2 separate regions of the Rattus norvegicus genome follow, and region 2 is linked to region 1. The links are chromatin contacts, called in public Hi-C maps. All regions are on one chromosome and are shown on one strand. The core of a region is the stretch at or near the end of the contact, and the rest is flanking DNA. Distances in the headings are between cores, read along the strand shown.

Region 1 (4,556 bases), core at 1,110-3,609:
GGAAATGTCCCCACCTGCTTGATCCAATGTTGGGAGACTATGAACCCACTGAGGTAGGCAAGATGCATGAGTTCCAGTTATGGTAATAAAGAACTCCAGCCAGGCCAGCCAGGCGTGCGCACCAGATTCCAACAGTTCTGCTCTTGGTGTGTACTTGCAAACACATCTGAAGGCCCCAGCTGCTTTTAATTAATAGTACATGCTGGGCGCACCTTGCCCAACTTAGCAAAATATCGCTTTATTTTAAATAGGATTCTGAACATTTTTTATAAGCACTGGATCCATTTATTTTTCAAGGCAAATAAATAACCCCAAAATAAATTTAAACTGGGCTCTTTTAAAAACAGTCATATTTCACGTTGAATGTGCTCCTGAGGCCAGAGGAAATGGTCTTTCCTTCCCTAAACTTTTTAGCCAAGTACTCAACAAACCTCCGTTTCTTCCCAAGAATATTTGCTCTCTTTTTTTTTTTTTCCAATTTCTCAGAGCCCAGTTTTAAAAGGCTGGAACTTTTCACAAGGCAAAATAATTCCATTTGCTAGTTGGCTCCTTCTCTGAGCCCAGCTTAGATCCTATGGGACACATAACCCTTTACTGAAATGCAGGCGAAGTGTCATGAACCATGCTCGGATATTGGCCAACCGCAGCTCAAAGTACAAAAACTCAAAGGGAGATGGAAAGCTAGCTTTAAAGTTTGTGTGTGGAACAGACACACCGCTGAGCATTAATCCAAAGGAACAGAAATATTCAAGGAGAAAATACACACTTTATACCTAGACGGGGGAGGAGAGTAGGTAGCCAGATAGCAAGATGTACTGTTGGGAGGATGGGACAAGGTAAATAGAGTTACAGCTACCCGGAATTCCTCAAGCCCGTGGCAAATTTTCTAGAAATATCACTTTCAGGGGCTGAGAAGCTCTCTCAGTGGCAGGGTGTTAATCTAGCATGGGTTAGGTTCTGGGTTCAATTCCTACCACTGGGGAGGCAGGAAATAGTGCAGGTATCACATGGAGAAAAAAATTGAAAATTAAGCAGCAGAGTTAAACAAACAAACAAAAAAAAAAAGCCTTGGGAGAAAGAGTGGGTCTGGCTGTCAGCTCCTGTGCTGTGTAGCCAGCCGCCACTGGATGGCAGTGAAGCTGCTCGGTGAGCATGAATTACTCAGTCTTTTCTACAACAGGTCTGGCCCCAAGGCCCCAGAGGAAATTGTTGATTTTTTTTTTTTTTTAAATGGTTCTTCTCTGCAAAGTAAAAAAGATTGGGCACCTCTGACCTAGAAATCACAAATTTCGGTCTGATTTTTCAGTAAGTTTCTTGAAATTTACTGTCAAAGTATGGAACTGAAGACCAAAACAAACTACAGCTTCTAAACAATTACCAGGAGTTTGAAATTCAGGCACACATGTGCAAACATCTGTACACACACACACACACACACACACACACACACACACACACACACTCTCTGAAGTTTGTTATTAAGATACTCTCATCCTGAACCCAGTAAACAAACTGAAACCACATCTTGCCCCTACTTTTTCTGGTGAACTTGATGGCTTCACCACACTTTTCAAAGCTACACATTTCCTCCTTTCCTTGGCATTTGATCCTTTGGTGGGGGAGGGAGGTTAGGGGCAGGGGGGTTAGTAATCTCACCAGTGACAAGCTTTGCTTTCAGTAAGGACATCTGCCAACTTAAACAGCATCTCCCAGGGCAACAGGATAATGAAAGACACATTGAGGTCCTTGCTGTCATCAGATGCAAGCCCAACTCGGCCTGAAATTGAGCCTGTAATTCCGCTGATCCTCAAGTTAGGAGAGGTGGGACCCAGAGGGTCTAGAACACAGCCCTTGACTTAACAGCAGAGAAGGAACCCAGGGGCAAACATTCTCAGTTTGCAGGGCTTCTAACCAGCACTACTTCTGCAGAGGAGACCCAGGAACCAACTACTCTAATACTTGGCAGCTAGACACCTTAATACACTAAGTACTGAAATCGTCCTCACTGTCACTGATAAAACCAAGGCTCTGCTACCCCACCCTGGACCACAAGATGCCAGCAGAGTATGTCCAGGTGTGTCACTCTCAACCACAGCTAAGGCCCCACAAACCCCAAACCAGGGTCACGGCTCCAGAGATTCCCCTAACCTGGAGCTCTAGGTTTCTCTTTTTCCCTCTCTCAGGACATAGGCAACTGTGTGCCTTGCCCTGTGCATCTAGAAAGACGTTTAAACCACGCAAAGTGCAAAAATGAGAAAGAACAGTCTGGAAAATTTGAAAGAGCGAACAGAAATTGTAAGAGTGCACAAATCCGCTTCCTACCCTCTGCGGCTGGGTCCAGGGTCAGGAGGCAGTGGCTGATTCATCCACAGGAACTCAAAGCTGCCCCCACCCACAGGCAACTTGACCCAAGAATGGCTTACAAGGACCCAGAGCCTCCATTTTTTTTTTCTTGTTTTCTGTGGTACTAGGATTAAACCCAGAGCTTCCTGCATGTTAGGCAAGCATTCTACCACTATGCTGGCTAGTTTTATTGCAATTAGCCAATTTTGAAAGAAAGAGTCTCAGTTAAGAAAATGCCCCCCACCATATTGGCCCATGGGCAAGCCTGTGGTAAATTTTTTGATTGACGATTGCTAAGGGAAGACCTAGCTCACTGTGGGCAGGGCTTCCCTTGAGTTGGTGCTGGGTGCTGTAAAGAAAGCATGTTGAGGAGGCCATGAAGAGCAAGCCAGTCAGCAGCACTCCTCTAACTGCCGAAGCATCAGCAGCCTCTGGGTTTCTGCCTTGAGTTCTTGCCCTAAGGTCCCTGGAATATATCCTGTCACCAAGTTGCTCTTGGCCATGGGGTTTTAGCATAGCGATAGAGACCCTACGAATGCCAGTTACCATTCCTTCACTCTTTCATTTATTTTCAGACTGCGTCTCAAAGTTGCTCAGTAGCCCAGGCAGGTCTTAAGCTTGTGATTCTCCTGCCTCAATCTCCCAGACAATTGGGATCACAGTGCACCACTAAGTCTGGCTCAGAGTCCTCAGTATAGCCTAGAAAGTGATAACTTAAAAGGACCGCAGGCCATAAGGGACTGTAAGGACATACTCAGTATTTAAAAAAAAAAAAAAAAAAAAAAAAAAAAAAGCCTACCTAAATATAACCAGATACCCTGGAAAACCAATGGGTTTTCAAAATGGTGCTGATACCATTTGAGCTGAGAACCTGAGTGACCTTGGGTACAGCAGGCAGTTATCAGAAGTGCTTTGTAAGCTTTTATCCAAAGTACAAAGTCACTCATATACTATAACATGGCTATTTCAAAGTTCTATTCTAGTTTCTTTTTCTTTCCTTCTCTCTCTCTCCTTTCTTCCCTTCCTTTCTTTGGAAGCAAGGTTTCCATTTGTGTCCCAGGTGATCCTTGAAGTCTTGACTGTCTTCCTTGCTTTGGCTTCATAATGTTAAGCCTACATATGTGCGCCATCATACCCAACTTTAGAAATTTTCTTATAGTCCAGGTTAGCCCTAAACTCACTATGTAGAGCAGGTTGGCCTCAAAATCCTCTTGCTGCTGTCTTCTAAGTGCTAGGAGTTCCACACTGGAACTTTTACTTCTAACAAAGGCAGGGCTTGCCTGCACCACCGCTGTGTCATCTATTCTACAGAGTACAGTGGGCAGCAGAGATAACAAGTGGGCTTGGTGATAGAGCCTGCAATCCCAGCCCTCAGGAGGCACAAGCTAGAAGCTCTCAAATCCAAGGTTAGCCTGGGCTATGCAGCAAAATCCTGTCAACAAAATCCAACGATGTCTATTGGTGCCATCCTTGTTCAGCTTGTGTTTAGGGAGTCATGGAGATGAGACTTTCATGGCTGTAGCTTCTGACATATTTAGGAGACACTGTCTCATAGAGAAGGGGGAAAGCTCACAAGGCTTCAATTATAAAGAAAATAAAACAAAACAAAACTGCGGGCAACCAAGGAATGCTGAGTGTGCAAGAAACAGGCTTCCCCAGGGAAGAGCACACAAACTGGTTCTCCAATACCAAATGATCAAATGATCAGCCCTATAAGTAACATTATACAGACTGAGCAGGTTGTATTTATGTATTTGGTTTTACACACACACACACACACACGCGCGCGCGCGCACACACACACACACACACACAAGTAACAGCAATTAAAGAAAACGAAGACATGAATTTGAAAAAGAACAAGGGGGTTCATAGGAGTGTTTGGGTGGGGAGAGGGGAAGAGAAAAAGCTATGTAATTATAATCTTAAAATATAAACACACACAAACTAAAGAACCCCTACAACAGAAGGAGCGGTGAGCCAGTAGAGGTGGGTGGTTTGGAAGGGGAGCCTTTAATACTGATCTCTGATCTCTCCCTTTCCCTTGGGAGTTGTGAACAAAGCGCAGAATTAATACAGTTTATGCAAAGTCTTGGGAAGACACAAAGTCAGTTTTTTCACAAGAGTCACCTTCATAAACCCAACTTCACAGTTCATTCCCTTCCTGGGTGCTACTCTTAGGAATGGGACTCGAAGAGAGGAACACAGTCACG
Region 2 (4,529 bases), core at 1,846-4,345, 840 kb after region 1:
AAAAGAACCACATTCCCCTATTTGATCTCATGGTAAGCATGTAAGTAAGCGTTTGAAGAATGTGAGAGCTGGTATTGATGTCTTCACAGATGCATGGCTGAAAGAGTACTACCTCCTTCTTTCCCGTCTTTCCTCCTTCCCTCCTTCCCTCCTTCCCTATCTCTCTACCTCTCACCCTTCCTACTCTTCTAACACATTTCAACTCTGACAGATGACTATGTGTGCTTTAGACAACCTACCAGTGTTGGGCGATATGCCTTTCACCTCTACTGCTTCTCTAGGGATGCCCCCTGGTTTGGGCTCTGGGCCAGACCATGCTGGCTGCACGCAATGTTCCCAGCATGCCACATTGCAAAGTACTAAGTTTCAGCTGCCCTGAAAACTTTTGTAATCTCTTCAAAGAATTTCCCTCACGATGGACTCTTGTGGTTTGCATGTTGAGGACGGCACAGAACACTATTTTTACCTGCTTGAGAAATTTGTCATCACAGGAGTTAAATGGACTCCAATTTTGTCTCCACCCCTTGCTAACCACAGGACTTCAGATGCTTACACTTTTTGTTGTGAATTTATCTAAATTCTAGATACATATCATCTAAAAAAAGGAAAGAGTTGACCCATGAATTGGATGGAGGCTATGGGACACAAAAATTGCTCCCATTTTTCCTTTTTAGCAAGACAGAGTCCTTTTTTTTTCTGCTAACACACACACACACACACACACACACACATACACACACACACCACCACCATCACTACCACCACCACCACCACCACTGGAAGCAACAATGAACCTCAGGGCAGCTACGTTCACTTTTATCTACAAGAGGAAGTTTAAGTAGCCTCAGAGTACATCTGTGTGTACTTATAACGACTTATTCAGAAACAGGCTGCAACAATTTGATGAAATCCTCCTATGACACTGCTACAGACAAGGTACAATGTCTATACCTTCCTAGACCTGCTCTGCAGGGCTCCCATTCTGGAGCTACCATGGAAGTCTAACTGTTGGCTTTAGAATGAGCTGTTCCCAGGGACAGATGACAGAGACTCTGGACTGTACTTGATATACTGGGTAGCCACACCAACCAGCTCTGTAGATAGTCTGGTTTTATACTTTCTAGCATGACAGAGAATAAGCCTTCTCATCACTTAAGCTAGCCTCCTCTGGAGAATACCTTAATTGACAAAGTGGTGATAGCCCCTTTGTAGGATTATAATAGAAATTGAGAATCTATGAAGAGCTTGGAATATAGGAACTTCTTAAGTAGCCCATGATGATTAGATTGTGCAATCATTGCCTCTTCAACTCATCCCTGGTGTCCATTTGCAGATAGGCAGAACTGGCACATACTATTGTGTGCAGTCCTCCTGGGGAAACTATTTTGCAAACAATTTGCATGGCTTTACTACACTACTCTGAGCTGGTGAACTACGGACTTCACAGTTTTGAGTGGTCACCACACACTGCCCGGGTCAGAGAGCCAGGATCTACAGACCAAATGCATCTACCTATGACTTATGAGGGGAAAGTTTACTGTAGGCGATGTCTCTGTGGTGATTCTGTCATCAGTTTGTGGTGGAACTAGGGGGTAAGTGTGATAAATAAACCACTCTAACAGGTAGCTTGGGGGGAAAGGAATGGGCCTACGAAATGTAATAGAAATATTGTGACTTATAGTGGAAAAAAATCAGTTAATTCGACAATTATTCTTTTTTGTTCTACTTTAGAGAAAGAGGAGGGAAAGAAAAGGGAGGGGAAGGGAGAAAGAAGAAAGGACAGGGGAATAGGGACAGCAGAGTCTTCCCTTCTCTGCAGTCAGGGGTAGAATTTTAAAAGACACTACCTCAAGAGGCCCCTTACGAAGCCTTCTTTTTAGAAACACTGAATTGTAGTAGAGCAACATCGCAGGGCTGGCAGGAGAAAGAGTAGCAACAAATCGGAAACAAACAATATGGATGCCTGAAATGCAGAGCCCTTCGGCTGAGTTTCTATGATGGGTAAAGGCGGAAGTTGCCCTCCAATTTCCCCTCACCCTTGGTAAGACATACTGAGACTCAAGCACGGATCTGCACACATAGAGAGACGCTTGGAGAAGAAAAACGCTTTTATGGAAATCAAAATGGCTGAGCCTTTCATCAAGTTGACACAGGTAGGAATTCCAAGGATGAGAGCATTCTTATACAGGATTTATCTGCTGAGACGGCACAAATGGGATCCAGGTACCCGAAGATGAGACCATTCTTACAGGGATTTATCTAACGGAAGCCGGAGGGCTAGTCCAGAAGTGACATCCGTATAACACAGTAATGCGGTAATGATTTATACCCAGCCCCCAGGTTTTCTCTCTGGCTTCTATTTATGTGACCTGGGGGAGGCTATTTATCCTTTTGGATCCATGGTTTTCTCATCAATAAAGCACTGAGCTAGTATGTAGATCTACCCCATAGGACCACAGAAGTCATAAATGTGCTAATGAAGCTAAGGCCTGTAGCAGAGCACCCAGAACACAAGTATCCAAACACCGGAGCCTTGGACATGCTGCGAGCAGTTAAAATGTATCCTGATGCCGAGGGTACAAGCGAACAGCTGGCCACCAGCAAACCTGCTCGGCCTCTTGACTGTCAGGTGCACTGTCTGCAGATGGAAAACATCTGGAGCACTTCATAGAAGCCTCTGGGGTTTCAGCAAATAAAATAAATATGGGCCTGAAGGAAATTTGGGAGAAATATGCATTCAGAAGGTCGCGTTACCTCATGACTGCGCACACTGAATATTAAAAGGGAAAGCGAAGCATTCACGCCACTGTCTGAGTACATCCTGATTAGTTGCAGTCTGGAATTTACACAATGCCTTTTTTTTTTTTTTTTTTTTGCAAGGATTAACATTTCTCGTTCCGAGCTCAGCACACATGTTGCAGCTTTGCTCTCTACTGCCACCCCCTCCCCCCAGGATTTGTATGGGAGAGCCTGAAATAAGATTAAACAAACATATAACAAACCCATATCTCAATTCGAGCCGTAAGAAGAATGAAAGGCGGCCTCGGCCAATCTGCCCTTCTGCTTCCAGCTGCCCCATAAACGTCAGCTGCTGTCCTTCAACAGGGACAGAGGGCCTGTCTTCTGTCTCTATGGGAGCCCAGTGAGATGAGGAACGGGCCCAGAGAACGCAGCCAATTGTTTAAAAAACTGCAAGGCTGGATGTACTTGGAGTTCTCAGAAAGAAGTAATTGCTGAACACCAGATTTTTAGCTATCAAAGGGCCACTGTGAGAGAAGCTGAACTCCATCCCACAAGAGGGCTTTGACAGCACGTGATTCGAAGAGAAATGCTTCCTACATTTTTTCCCCTTCACCTATTCTGGAGAAAATAGCAAGAGAGGGCAAAAGAAAATTGAGGGGTGGAAGGTAAACGCATGACGAACAAAACTGTCAAGTCTGGCCCACTTGGCTTGGCGAGTGCAGAACATTCCAGATAAGAAGGAGGCATTGGATGTGTGGATTTGTAGCCACAAGGTCATTTTTTAATAAAAAAGACAGTTTACTATGTTTCTGATTGGAAAGAACTTCAAATGAAGGTAGAGGAAGAAAGGAGGAGGGAGGAAAGGGACTGGGGGAGATTTCATGGCTGCCAAAATTTCAAATAGCTGGACTGAATTTTTATTCTTTGAGGGGGAAAAAAATGAGTGTCTACGGGATAACATAAGAAGGGTTTTCTATTACATCACCCAACCCAGGCTTTAGCAATTTTTTTTCAAAACAGATACAAGCTAACTTTTACCGGCAGCATGGTGTCAATTCCTCTGCTGGCTTGCTTCACCCTGCACCTCAGAACTGGTCCGTCTGGGTACCACTTCTGAGAAACAATGTCCCACAATTGAAGGAAAGCCACACTGCCTATGATGTCTAGTGAACTGGGTTGGAGAATATAGGCAGACTGCTCACTACACAGCACCCCAGCATACACACACTTCCCCTACTGAGAAGACTCCTGTCTGTCTCTAACCACCCCTGAGGCATGGCGCCACACTGAGAAGGTCACTCGTAGGGCAGAAGAGATGTTCTCAGAATATTCAATAACTCCCTTACTGGATCCAGCAAAATCCTTGGAACAAGTACCCTAAAGGAACAAAAGTCGTGTTGAAAATGATTTCTGAAAGAGAGAATTTTGTGTATGTTGAACAGAGGATTGTTTGATTGTATTTTGTTACTAAAATGCTTGTGGGCAGAATGGTCCCATGAGCCACTTCTGTGGGTGTCCCCAGCAAGTTCAGCCAGTGGGAAAGCTGCACTAGAAAGACTTCCAAACCTCTAGCTTAGTCCCTTCTGACCCTGAAGAAGGGAATATATCCTCCACTGCCTTCAAACAGGGGTTCCTCTGACTAAAGTTCACTCTCCAAATGCTAGTTGCTTAAAGGAAGGTCTCTAGAATGGGCACAAAGGGTTAAAGTCATGGTGGAGGCTAAAAAATAGCTCCCTGGCCAAGACTGCTCAGTAGGTGAAAGTGTTTGCCATTCAAACCAGACAGCC

What was found. A called contact is a pair of places that touch in the nucleus more often than the background predicts.
Region 2: a Hi-C map of Schwann cells shows a contact between it and region 1, with 2.6 times the contacts expected there. The contact joins two enhancer-like sites. A contact is called at or near these places in 3 of 12 Hi-C or Micro-C datasets (Schwann cells, liver and mammary epithelial cells).

The regions. Positions count from the first base shown.
Region 1 is chr2:34,659,147-34,663,702 of GRCr8, forward strand. The region is part of intron 2 of Pik3r1 (phosphoinositide-3-kinase regulatory subunit 1); the gene reads right to left. Among named protein-coding and RNA genes, the nearest start is that of Pik3r1, 36 kb to the right of the region's middle. Within about 2 kb of position 2,360, at least 11 of the 93 cell types and tissues checked have an H3K27ac peak or open chromatin away from gene starts, as enhancers often do. A contact at or near this core is called in Schwann cells, where this site is marked.
Region 2 is chr2:35,500,721-35,505,249 of GRCr8, forward strand. The region is part of intron 1 of LOC102546726 (a long non-coding RNA gene); the gene reads right to left. Among named protein-coding and RNA genes, the nearest start is that of Cd180, 87 kb to the right of the region's middle. Within about 2 kb of position 3,096, at least 44 of the 93 cell types and tissues checked have an H3K27ac peak or open chromatin away from gene starts, as enhancers often do. A contact at or near this core is called in Schwann cells, where this site is marked.